2 separate regions of the Neogale vison genome follow, and region 2 is linked to region 1. Evidence: chromatin contacts called from public Hi-C data. All regions are on one chromosome and are shown on one strand. Each heading gives the region's core, a stretch centred on a gene start, on an enhancer-like site or on the middle of the called end of the contact. The rest is flanking DNA. Distances are from core to core; before and after follow the strand shown.

Region 1 (5,155 bases), core at 770-3,269:
GGCCCCTCCTTCGTTCGGACTGTTGCCTATTTGGCTGGCTGCTCCCCAGCGGAAGGAAGTGCATTAAAGCAAGACTGTCCCTCACGGCTGGGGGAAGCCAAATCCGGCTGAAGCGGAGCAACGTGGGAAAGCAGAAGCCAAAACAGCACACTCCTTCCTCTCCACAGGCATTTTAGTGTCAAATTTGATTATGCTAAGACTGGAAGGCACCGGCCCAACATTTCAGTTATACGGGAAGAAGGGGCCGGCGAGTCTTGTTCCAATCAAGGACTTGGCAAAGGGTCGGCTGCCCAGAGATCCCATCACTGGAATGAGCTCTGACCCCCAAGATGGCATGGCAGCGTTAGGAGGTGTGGACGCTGCGGGGAAGGAAAGCCACACGAGCCAGAGTCGGGCCTAGCTGTGCCAGCAGGCAAAATCAGCAGGGGCGGGGCTGCCTGGGATGGCCCTAGTGCCCCACCCTATTGCCTAACCTTCAGCAGACCGGCTTTGGGAATCGGGGTACTCAAAGCTGGATCAGACACACCTGCTACTTTGTTTTAAAATACAAAGACCACACCAGTGGTGCAGCACAGCTTGGGACATACCCACCATTTATACAGAAAAAGGGTGTGTGTGCACATTTGCATCTGCTTACATACACACGGAACAGGATTTCTAAACCCCCCGCACTAGTATCCGGCCATATTCTTTGTTGCGGGGGCGGGGGGTGGGGTGCAGGGGGGCTGTCGTGTGCATTGGAGGATGTTGGCAGCCTCTCTGGCCTCTTCCCAACCAGATATGTCTCCAGATGTTGCCAAACATCCCTGGGGTGGCGGTGGGGCAAAATCACCCCCAGTTGAGAACCTCCCCGCCTCCACAGGCAATGTCTCTGGAAGGGCACGGAAAACCCTGTAACTGTACTTGTCCCTGGGGACAGAAATCGGGTGACAAACCAAAAGTAGGAAGGAAACTCGGTTTTCACCTGTTTGAACTTTTTAACTTAAAGAATTTATTACAAACATAAACATTGTTAGAAAGAGAAAAAAGGATAAGAAAGAAAGGAAGAGAGAGAGAAAGAAAGAAAGAGGGAGGGAGAGAAAGCCTTGCCAGACACTGAAACACTGCTGCATCTGCGGAATGGGACTGGGTGCCTGGGGGACGGGAGTAAGAGGGAGACTTCTCCAAGGACAGCATCCCCGGTCACACTAAATTAACATGGTAAACGTGAATCTTCTTGGTTTCGTAGCTGTGCTTATCAAATAATTTGTAAGGATGCTCTGATGTAGAGACCAAAGACATGAGATTTCTACCTGATTGAAGGCTTTCACACATTTTGGGGCATCGCTATGAAAAAGCTAACTGAAAATGCAGGGGAGGGCGGGCCCTGTCACTTCAGCTGAGGATGCTGAATCGCACACTCTGCTTTTCGTGAGATACTGCACAAGCCATCCGGTGCATGAGCCGATAGGCCTCCTCCAAGGATACAGGAGCAAGGGGCTTCTCGGAGAAAGGGCGCGGCCTGAGCCCACACTCCTTAGATGGGACGCTGCCCGCGCAGCGCCCCAACAGCTACGGGGTCCTGGGAGTGTTCTCCTTGGGATTCCTGTGGCTGCGCATCTGGCTGCCCAGACTCCCAGAATCCCAAGCAGGAGGTTCGGGCAGATCTGTAACGAGGCGGCGGACAAGGGTGCCAGGGAAGCTGGGGTTTGTGCTGCGCTTGGCTGCACAGAGGGGCATTCAGAAGGAGTGGGCACTGGTGCAGGGCTCCAGGCAGACAGAGCCCCCGGGACGAGACTCCAAGGGGGAGCAAGCAGCAGGCCACGTATAGACTCCGGCTGGCTTAGCCAGCACGGAGAGGCCAGGGCTGTGACTCTTCTCGGCTCTGCCTCCATCTCCAAATGGCCCAGGGACCAAGCCAGAAGGCCATTCTCTTGGCAAAGCCAGTAAATACCCGGGCCGCTGCAGAAGTGGGAACAGAGCTCTGGTCAAACGTTCGACTACTTGACAGTCTAATGAGATGGCCCGAAAGTCTGGACGGCTTGTAATAAAAATATTTTTCAAGTTATGTAACTGGGTCACCATGGAGTTTTTCCCTTCTTGTAAATATTACATAATTATGAGAAGGAAACACGCTTGTTTAAGGAGGGGGAGCAGACAAATTGGCTCAAGACGCAAATCTGGGAATGGAGGCCGCTAGGAGGTACCTTCCAGAAGGTAATCTGGGAACTGCAACCATGTCAAAAGTCTTTAAAAACAGCCTCATAGTGGAAGTTTCTTAGAGCAAGGCTGCCGCAGGGATACACACACCAGGTCTTACGGTCAGGGGCTTACTTCAAAATGCTGTGAATAAGACCCACGCCGTCCATATTTCCGGGGTACTTAGAACACTCCTTGGTTGTTTGAAAACCTCAGTCCCCAGGTAAAGACCAAGCAGGCAAGGGCCAGGTTTGATTCACTTTCCATCTTTCTTCCAATTTCCACCCACTACCACGAAGAAGATAGCAGCCCTGCTACTGAGTGTCTGGAAAATAGAACACCCCACCCGCCTTCTCCTTATTGTTGTTTTGCTTCAAGATGGGGGACACAGAAGGAAGATGGGGTGATGTGGCCTGGTCCTCCGAAAGACCCCCCAGCGTGGCTGGGGACACACGCAGAGGAATAAGCATACCTGCGACAGGAGATAGAGAGAAACCGGCAGGCTGATCTTCGGGCGTTCTCCTCCCTGGGGAGGGTTAGGGGAAAGAGACAGAGAGAAGTCCACGTCACACACACGAGCAGCACAAAACACAGGAAGCTAAAAGCTACCTGTCTGAAGGTGAGGCGCCCTGTCCCCGACATCCCCTGTGCCCCCAAGGCTATTCTTTCCTGGTACTTGTGGGAAGGCCACTCTGCAAGATAAATTCGCAATCTAAGCCCATCTAATACCATCTCTCTCGGCCTCTGTTTTTCCACCTGAGAAATCCTTCAGCATTAGTCACAGATTAGAGGCTAGGTCCAGGAGATGAACTAGCTCCTTAAATTACCAGGAATGAGAATGTCCCCCGGCTGTGGCACAGAGCCCGCCGCCCCGCGGAGAGGCCTCTTCTCAGGAAGAGCTTTCAAAATGGGCAAGGAGGGCTTGGGGTATTCTGGCCTCGGAAAAGCCCGTTGTTTGCAGGCAACCCCAACGTGCTCCATCCTGTGTCAACCCCGAGAGGGTCTTCAGGGCCCTGCTTTGGTTCAGGCAGGTTAGTTCCCATGGCCGAGGCCACAGAGGGAGGAAAGGGAAGAAGCAGCATCTACACCCAGGTCTGAAATTTCCAAGTTCCATGCTTTCCCTCTGCCTCCCAGAGCTGCCTCTGGCAGATCTAGTTAGAGCTGCAATTTTCTCCTACTGACTGGTTTTTAGAAAGAATCTCCATGTTCCATCTCCAAAAACAAAGCTATAACCCCCTGGGACACATTTGCAAAGACTGGACACTCCCCACCCCCCCTACCCCCTGCCCCGCCCCCGCACAATAGCCAACAGGCCCTGTCCTGCCTCCTGCTGAGGTCTCTGCCTCATAACCCTGGGAAGGACTGGGCAGAAATTCTCACAGTGGGATCTGAAAAGGCCAGCTCAGAGCCACCTGGGGGACAGGTTCAAGTTGCAGACTAGTGGTCCACACAGATCCACTGAGCCAAAATCCCTGAGACAGAGAGCAGGTCCCTATGGATGTGCATTTCAACCTCCACACGGGATTCTGGGCCTAACTGTGGACAGTCACTGCTCTGGGATCTTTTCCGAAGTGCAGCCCCTCTCCTCCCATCCATTCTGTGCAAGTTCTGTGGCTGCCAGGATCTTCTGCAGATCAATTCACTCTGGCGACTATCAGAAAGAATCACCAGGAATGAGAATACCTCTAGTGAAGGAGGCAGAGAAACAAAAATCCTAAATTCATAGAGGTCCCCCCCCCTTCCTTCTGGCGTCAAAGTTCTTTCCTCATTCACTTTAACTGCTCTGCTCCCCTAAGCACATGCGCATTTCCTCCCAGGCTTCCCTCTCTCCACCTCCCCCTCCACCTCTAGGACATAAAAGGAAAGAAGAACTAGTGCACTTTGAAAGGTATCTCAAGCTCAAAGCCTTGGTCCCTTAGCAAAGTTTGGTCCTCTTCAAGGGGAACATTCTTCCCCTTCTAAAGTCAGCCTGCAGCCCGCAGGCACGGTGGGGACCAGGCGCCCAGACGCACCGTGTCCTGGTTCTCCAGCGAGTACACGTAGAGGGGCAGGAAGAGCCTGTTCAGCAGATGGTCCGTGAGCACGTCATTGAGGAACTCGCAGTTGATGATCAGGATGTCGTTGAGATAGTGCAGGTGGTCCAGGTGCTCAGCCACCAGGTCACTCAGCTTCCCCCGGTTCCGGTGTCTGCCAAGAAGGACTTAAGTCAGTGGGAGTGTTTCATTCACGCAACAAATATTCACCCAGCAAACAGGCTCGAGGGACCCTTACACCGGCCCCACTGGTGGCATACACAAAGGGGAAACGGGCAGGTGGGCTGTAATCGACTGCAGGGGACTCCTGGAATCCCCCCACCCTCTGGGGGGGGAGCTCACGACAAGTCACCCACCACCACCACCACCACAGCCCAAAACAAAATGGGTAAATAAAGCAAAACCCAGCTGCCTGAGCAAGCCATTCCACAAGAGTGACCACCAGTCAATGTGGCAAGGAGTATTATTGGAGCAATAAATCCTCGCTGATTAAAATGCTCCAGAGGGCTTCCAAAGAGAAAAGCAGGCCTCAGCGACCACATCCAACCCCCTGGCCCCAAGCATATGGCAGGGGGGTAGGGGAGGTGGGTTGGGGAGGGACAGTGCAAGGATGTGACACTTGACCCCAGGCCCTAGGAGGTCTCTGTCTCCTTCCAGTAAAACAACAAGCATGCTGCTTGGGCCCCACAGCTCATCAGCGTCACACTTTCCAAGAACAGAACCCCCCAAACAGCCAGCAGGCACACCTGCACTACCCCTGGAGTCATGTCTCTTGCAAAGAGCATGCAGCTGTGGTAAGACATTTTGTGTGTATTATAATTATTCCTCAAGTAATAGATGGTCATTTCGGAAGACAAGAAATTAAAGAAGAAAAAGCAAAAGACATCAAGGTCTCCTGTCCAACCACTAAGAGATAACACTTTGGGACTTGTGTCCCTACAGTC
Region 2 (5,426 bases), core at 2,062-4,561, 210 kb before region 1:
GTACAAAACTTCCAGGGATTGTTCTTCAGATGGGGCAAATAGGGCCCAGAGAGGGCAAGCTGTTTCCGTAAGGTCCCACAGCTGGGAAGCAGTGGGCATAGAGTCCGAATGCAGCCCACTCTTGCAAGCCTGGTACCCGTCCAGGGAGAGGCAGCTGGTCCTCAATCAGCATATTTCCTTTTTCTTTTTGGCGTCTGGATGCGGTTTCATTCTGAACTCAGGGCTTCAGAAAATGAAACCAAAGCCAGAGTAACTGTCACTGCTGGTGGTGAGGAGAACCCACGTGTGTTCGGCGACATGCACCTGACTCACCATGGCTTTCACAAGCAGAAAGCTGGTCAGCTGGGAGGAGGGGGACACTGTACAGGCAAAGTCACGGACAGGCAAGGTCACAGATACTCGGAGATGGACTCAGAGCCACAAAGGGTGAGGTAGAGGCTTGGATGCCGAGACCCGGGGCCTCCTCAAGCTCATGAACAAAAAGGGAACCCAGCAGAGCTATCCCCACTCCCCCTCTCAAGGCAGCCTCCGGATGCAAATTAATCTCTAATTTTTTTTGGCATCTATGGTTTTTTTCTAGCAGACAGACCAGGATTTGAGATCACCAGGACTTGGCGGGGAGGGAGTTTACAGCACAGGAGATGAGGGCGAATGCTTTAGAGCTTTCTGACATCCTAGCTAGGAATCTCAGCTCTGCCCCTTCTGAGCTGTGTGTGCCCAGGCAAGGGACTCCCCTTCGGAGCCTCAGTTTCTCTATCTGTAAAACGGACAGAGCGATCATTGTGCCAATCCAGTGATCTAAGTACTGTACAGCATTTAGCACACAGTCAGCATTTAGCACACAGTAAAGGCAATGAATGAGGGGGGTGGGAATGTGGCGTGAGAAGGGGGCCTCATCCCCATGAGAAGTGGTGACTCTCCCGTGTAGCCATGGACGCTGTCAATGGGGGTTATGGGGGTTGGGGGGCATACGGACGGTTAGCTATTATGGATTGCCCTCCGCCCAGAGGCCTGCGGAGGAGACGGGCTGGCAGGAAGACAAGTCTTGCAGGAGCCAGCCCAGCCTGCTGGCCTCCTCTGGGCCTGGACCACTGCCCCCAGCTCCAGTGCGGGGGAGGTGCTACCCTTCCCCACTGCCAGCATCCAGGGGCCTGGTTTACCCCCACGAAACTCCGCCCATGCCTTCTCCGGCCTGTGCTCCTGGGGACAGGGCTTCTAGAATAGGCCCAAGATATGAAGCCACATGTGTAAGGGCTCAGCACGCTGCCACGCTCACTCACACCCTCGGAGGCACAACAGCCAGAGCAGACCCCTGCCGAAGGCTTACTTTAACTAGTGGCTGATCTAAGCCCTTGACCCAGAATTGCTCACTTTAATCCCTGCCCCAGGAAGGAGGTTTTTTTTCCTGTATCACAGAGTGAGAAACCAAGGCGGGGGGGGGGGGGAATCACCTGTCCAGAGTCACAGGACTAGAGAGGTGTATGCCTGAACTAGAGTCCAGGTAGCCTGGGTCCAAGATCTGGGTTTTAACCACTACCTTCTATTTTATTCATCACCCACCACAGCAAGAGCTCTGGAGGGCCCAGAGCACCTGACCACCAGCACACGCACGCCTGTCAATCCCCTCTCCCACCACCCTGCAAACCAGAGCACGCACGCCCCCCCCCTCCCCCATACACACTCTCAACCCAGAACAACGACATCAATGACCGAAGCCAGCTGCCAACAGGCACCCAGGGAGCTGATGGGGTCCTAAGCAAGGCTGGCTCTGGGTCACCCCCTGACGTTCAAGAGGAAACACAGGCAGTCTGGGGCCAGGGAAGGAAAGCGCCAAGAAGGCAGGCTAGGCTGGAGGGCCTGGCACCCATCAGGACTTCCGAGAGGCCTGGGCTGCAGCCCGAGAGCAGCCCCTAGAGGGCAGTGTGTGTCGGGGAGAAGCTGCTGGCTGAGCCCCCAGCCTGGCCTGCCTTCTGTGTAACCCAGGGTGATTCAGAGACTATTAGCCCCAGCCCTCATTTGTTCTGTCTTTCCTTCAAAAATACACATACCAGCCAGGCACTTAAGGCATGCCTTGCCACGACAGACAGGGTCACGGGATCACACGCTCAAATGTACGAATTATTGCCAGCACCTTCAAGTCTCCCGGGTCCCAAGCCACAGGTATGAATGCCAGGTGGGGACAGATACTTAACCTGGCAGTGGAAGGGGGACTCTACAAGGTGGGGGTTGGGGGAAAGGAGAGCAGGCCAGGAAAAGTCAAAGTACGTTTGTGGAATCATCACATCAATGAACTGTCTTTTCACTGGGCTCCAAAATGCGTTTGGAGGGGCCCAGCCATTCCTCTCCCCAAAATAAGAGAGGAGGGCACGGTCATCCAGAGCTCCCCAACTGCCAGTCGCTGCAGATCACAGCCCCTCCCCAGGGCCTCAGTTTCCCCAGCTGCTCTCCGGCAGGGAGCGCGAGCCAAGACCGCTGGGGACCTTGACGGCCCCGCCCGGTTTCCGAGGAACTCGGATCCGCAGTCTAGGCGCCCTTCTCGTGCCGCCGAAGGGTTCCTCCGAAGCCTGTGGTCAGGCCACCGCTTCCTGGGAAGCCCAAGCCAAGACCAGGGACAGCGAGCGACAGGCTAGAAGGGGTGCGGGGGCAGCCGCCTGAGCGTTCAGGGCTGCCGGGGTGCGGGGCGCAGGCGGTTGTGCGTGCAGCCCCGAGGGGTCCGGCGTCGCAGGCAGGACCCCAGAGTCGGGTGGGGAGGGGTCTGACTCGAGGAGAACAGAGGCCAGAAGAGCTACGGGAGACGGTGCTGAGGCACCTGGAGGGCGGAGGAGAGGGGGTGTCTGCAGCTTGGCTGCAGAAGTCTCCGACCCAGGACAGTAGTCGGGGCACAGGTGAGGGGCTCCAGGTGCAGCGGGGGCATCGCGGAGAGAAAGCGGGTCCAGGGGCGGGACCAGAGCCCTTGAAGAAGAGGGTCCTAGGACGACTGTGAGGCTGGATCAGGGGAGGAAGGGGCCCCCGGAAAGAGTCCCCAAGTGTATGCAAAAGGACCAGCCCATGCAGCTCAAGCGCAGCGCCACCGTGGAAAAAGAAACCGAAAGTGGCGCGGAAGGGCGGAGCCTGAGAGGGGTGGAGCCTAAAGGGGGCGGGACCGCCAGCGCCGGCGGGCCACCCCTCCCGGCCAGTTTAAAAGACTGGTGCAGGGGCGGGCGCGGAGCAGAGCGAGCTGCGGCCGTGGCAGCTGCACGGCTCCCGGCCCCGGAGCATGCGCGAGAGCCGCCCCGGAGCCCCCCGCCGCCCCGCCCGCGGCGCCCCGCGCCCCGCCGCCAGGTGAGCCCGGCACTAGGCAAAGAAGCGGGAGGGAGAGGGGAGGACCAGACAGCCCAGGACACAAGAAAGGACGGCCGGGGGTCGGGCGGGCCTCAGGGGCTGCGTGATGGGGTCGCGGCCGCCACGCCCCTGGCCCCCGGCGGCCCCACCCTGGCAGCCCCCCGCGCGCGGGGTTCCCGCGGCGCAGCTTCTCTGTCTTTGCCCAGTCGTTCGGACGAGGCGCCAGTCCCCGGCCTGGCCAGCAGGCGGCGGCCGTGGGGCGGCGAGCCGAGGGCTGGGTGGCCGGAGTCGGGGCACGTTTCTCCCCGCACCTCTCTCCACGCCCCCCTCTTACCCAAACTCCGAGCGAGCCGGCGGCGGACTCCGCCGCGGCCGGGCTCCCCGCCCCGCTCCCGAAGGGCTCCGCGGACCGGGAGGCCCGTTTTCTGGGTGAGCCCGCGAAGGCTCCCGGCGGCCGCGCCGACTCGGTCCTGCGCCCTCGGCCCTTTCGGGTCGGCTCCCCCGCCGGCCCCGGGCCCGCCCCGCCTCGCGGCTCACCGCCCGTGTCTCCCCCCAGCGCACCCCCGGACGCTATGGCCCACCCCTCCGGCTGGCCCCGCGTGTAGGATGGTAGCACACAACCAGGTGGCAGCCGACAATGCAATCTCCACGGCAGCAGAGTCCCGACGGCGGCCAGAGCCTTCCTCGTCTTCGTCCTCGTCCTCGTCCCCGTCCTCGGCGGCGCCCGCGGCCCCCGCGCGCCCGCGGCCCTGCCCGGCGGCCCCGGCCCCGGCCCCCGGCGACACGCACTTCCGCACGTTCCGCTCGCACGCAGACTACCGGCGCATCACCCGGGCCAGCGCGCTGCTCGACGCCTGCGGCTTCTACTGGGGGCCCCTGAGCGTGCACGGGGCGCACGAGCGGCTGCGCGCCGAGCCCGTGGGCACCTTCCTGGTGCGCGACAGCCGCCAGCGGAACTGCTTCTTCGCCCTCAGCGTGAAGATGGCCTCGGGCCCCACGAGCATCCGCGTGCACTTCCAGGCCGGCCGCTTCCACCTGGACGGCAGCCGCGAGAGCTTCGACTGCCTCTTCGAGCTGCTGGAGCACTACGTGGCGGCGCCGCGTCGCATGCTCGGGGCCCCGCTGCGCCAGCGCCGCGTGCGGCCGCTGCAGGAGCTGTGTCGCCAGCGCATCGTGGCCACCGTGGGCCGCGAGAACCTGGCGCGCATCCCCCTCAACCCCGTCCTGCGCGACTATCTGAGCTCCTTCCCCTTCCAGATCTGACCGGCCGCGCACGCAGCATTAACTCGAGCACCTTATTAGTTTGTATTATTATTATTTCCCTGGAACCACATGGGTGCCCTCCCCACCCAGGTTGGAGGGAGCCGGGGCGTGGGGGCGAGGCGCCTCCCCCTCTCCCCCCGCAGACAAGGCCGCAGACCCCTCCCCATCTCTTGGGGGGGTGCCCCTCCTCCTGGTGCTCCCTCTGGGTCCCCCCTGGTTGTTGTAGCAGCTTAACTGTATCTGGGGCCAGGACCTGAATTTGTACCTCCTACCTCTTCATGTTTACATATACCCAGTATTTTTGCACAAACCAGGGGTTGGGGGAGGGTCTCTGGCTTTATTTTTCTGCTGTGCAGAATCCTATTTTATATTTTTTACAGCCAGTTTAGGTAATAAACTTTGTTATGAAAGTTTTTTTTTTTAAAGAAAAAAAGTTTCCAGAGCATGTGCTTGGTTCAGGGGATTCCCTTGGTTGTGAGTGGGTCCAGGGCGGAGGGGTCCTCCGTGGGACCTGTGTGGCTTGAAAGAAGGTCCTGGTCCTGGGGCTGGGGAACATGCCTGGTTCCACTCCCGGCTCTCAGGGAGAGAGGAGCAGCTGGTTTGGGTATTTCGTGTGGGGTAAAATGGCAGTTGGTGTTTTGAGCACTTAAAAGTGTGCCAAACCTTCTTCTGCCTTCTGCGGGCTTAAATTAGACAAACCTATGAAGCAAGGCTCCTATCCTCGTTTTTTACAGACGAGAAAAACCAAGGCAAGGGTCCATTTGCCTGTGTCAGAGACAACACTGGGGCCTTTTTTGGCCATCCACCCAGAATGTGTTTGAAATGGATGACAGAGAGGAAAC

What was found. Hi-C and Micro-C count contacts between places; a contact is called where the count stands out from the background.
Region 2: a contact with region 1 is called in a Hi-C map of fibroblasts, with 12 times the contacts expected there. The contact joins the promoter of SOCS1 here to the enhancer-like site in region 1. A contact is called at or near these places in 3 of 3 Hi-C or Micro-C datasets (fibroblasts, muscle and tongue).

What each region holds. Positions count from the first base shown.
Region 1 is chr14:24,231,900-24,237,054 of ASM_NN_V1, reverse strand. It overlaps CLEC16A (protein CLEC16A), which reads right to left. Exons shown (of 23, transcript XM_044234081.1): 8 at 4,191-4,365; 9 at 2,651-2,704. Among named protein-coding and RNA genes, the nearest start is that of CLEC16A, 33 kb to the right of the region's middle. Within about 2 kb of position 2,019, the one cell type or tissue checked has open chromatin away from gene starts, as enhancers often do. A contact at or near this core is called in fibroblasts, where this site is marked.
Region 2 is chr14:24,446,678-24,452,103 of ASM_NN_V1, reverse strand. It overlaps SOCS1 (suppressor of cytokine signaling 1), which reads left to right and starts at 3,311. Exons shown (of 2, transcript XM_044232745.1): 1 at 3,311-3,321; 2 at 3,878-5,019. The coding sequence starts at 3,928. The coding sequence ends at 4,584.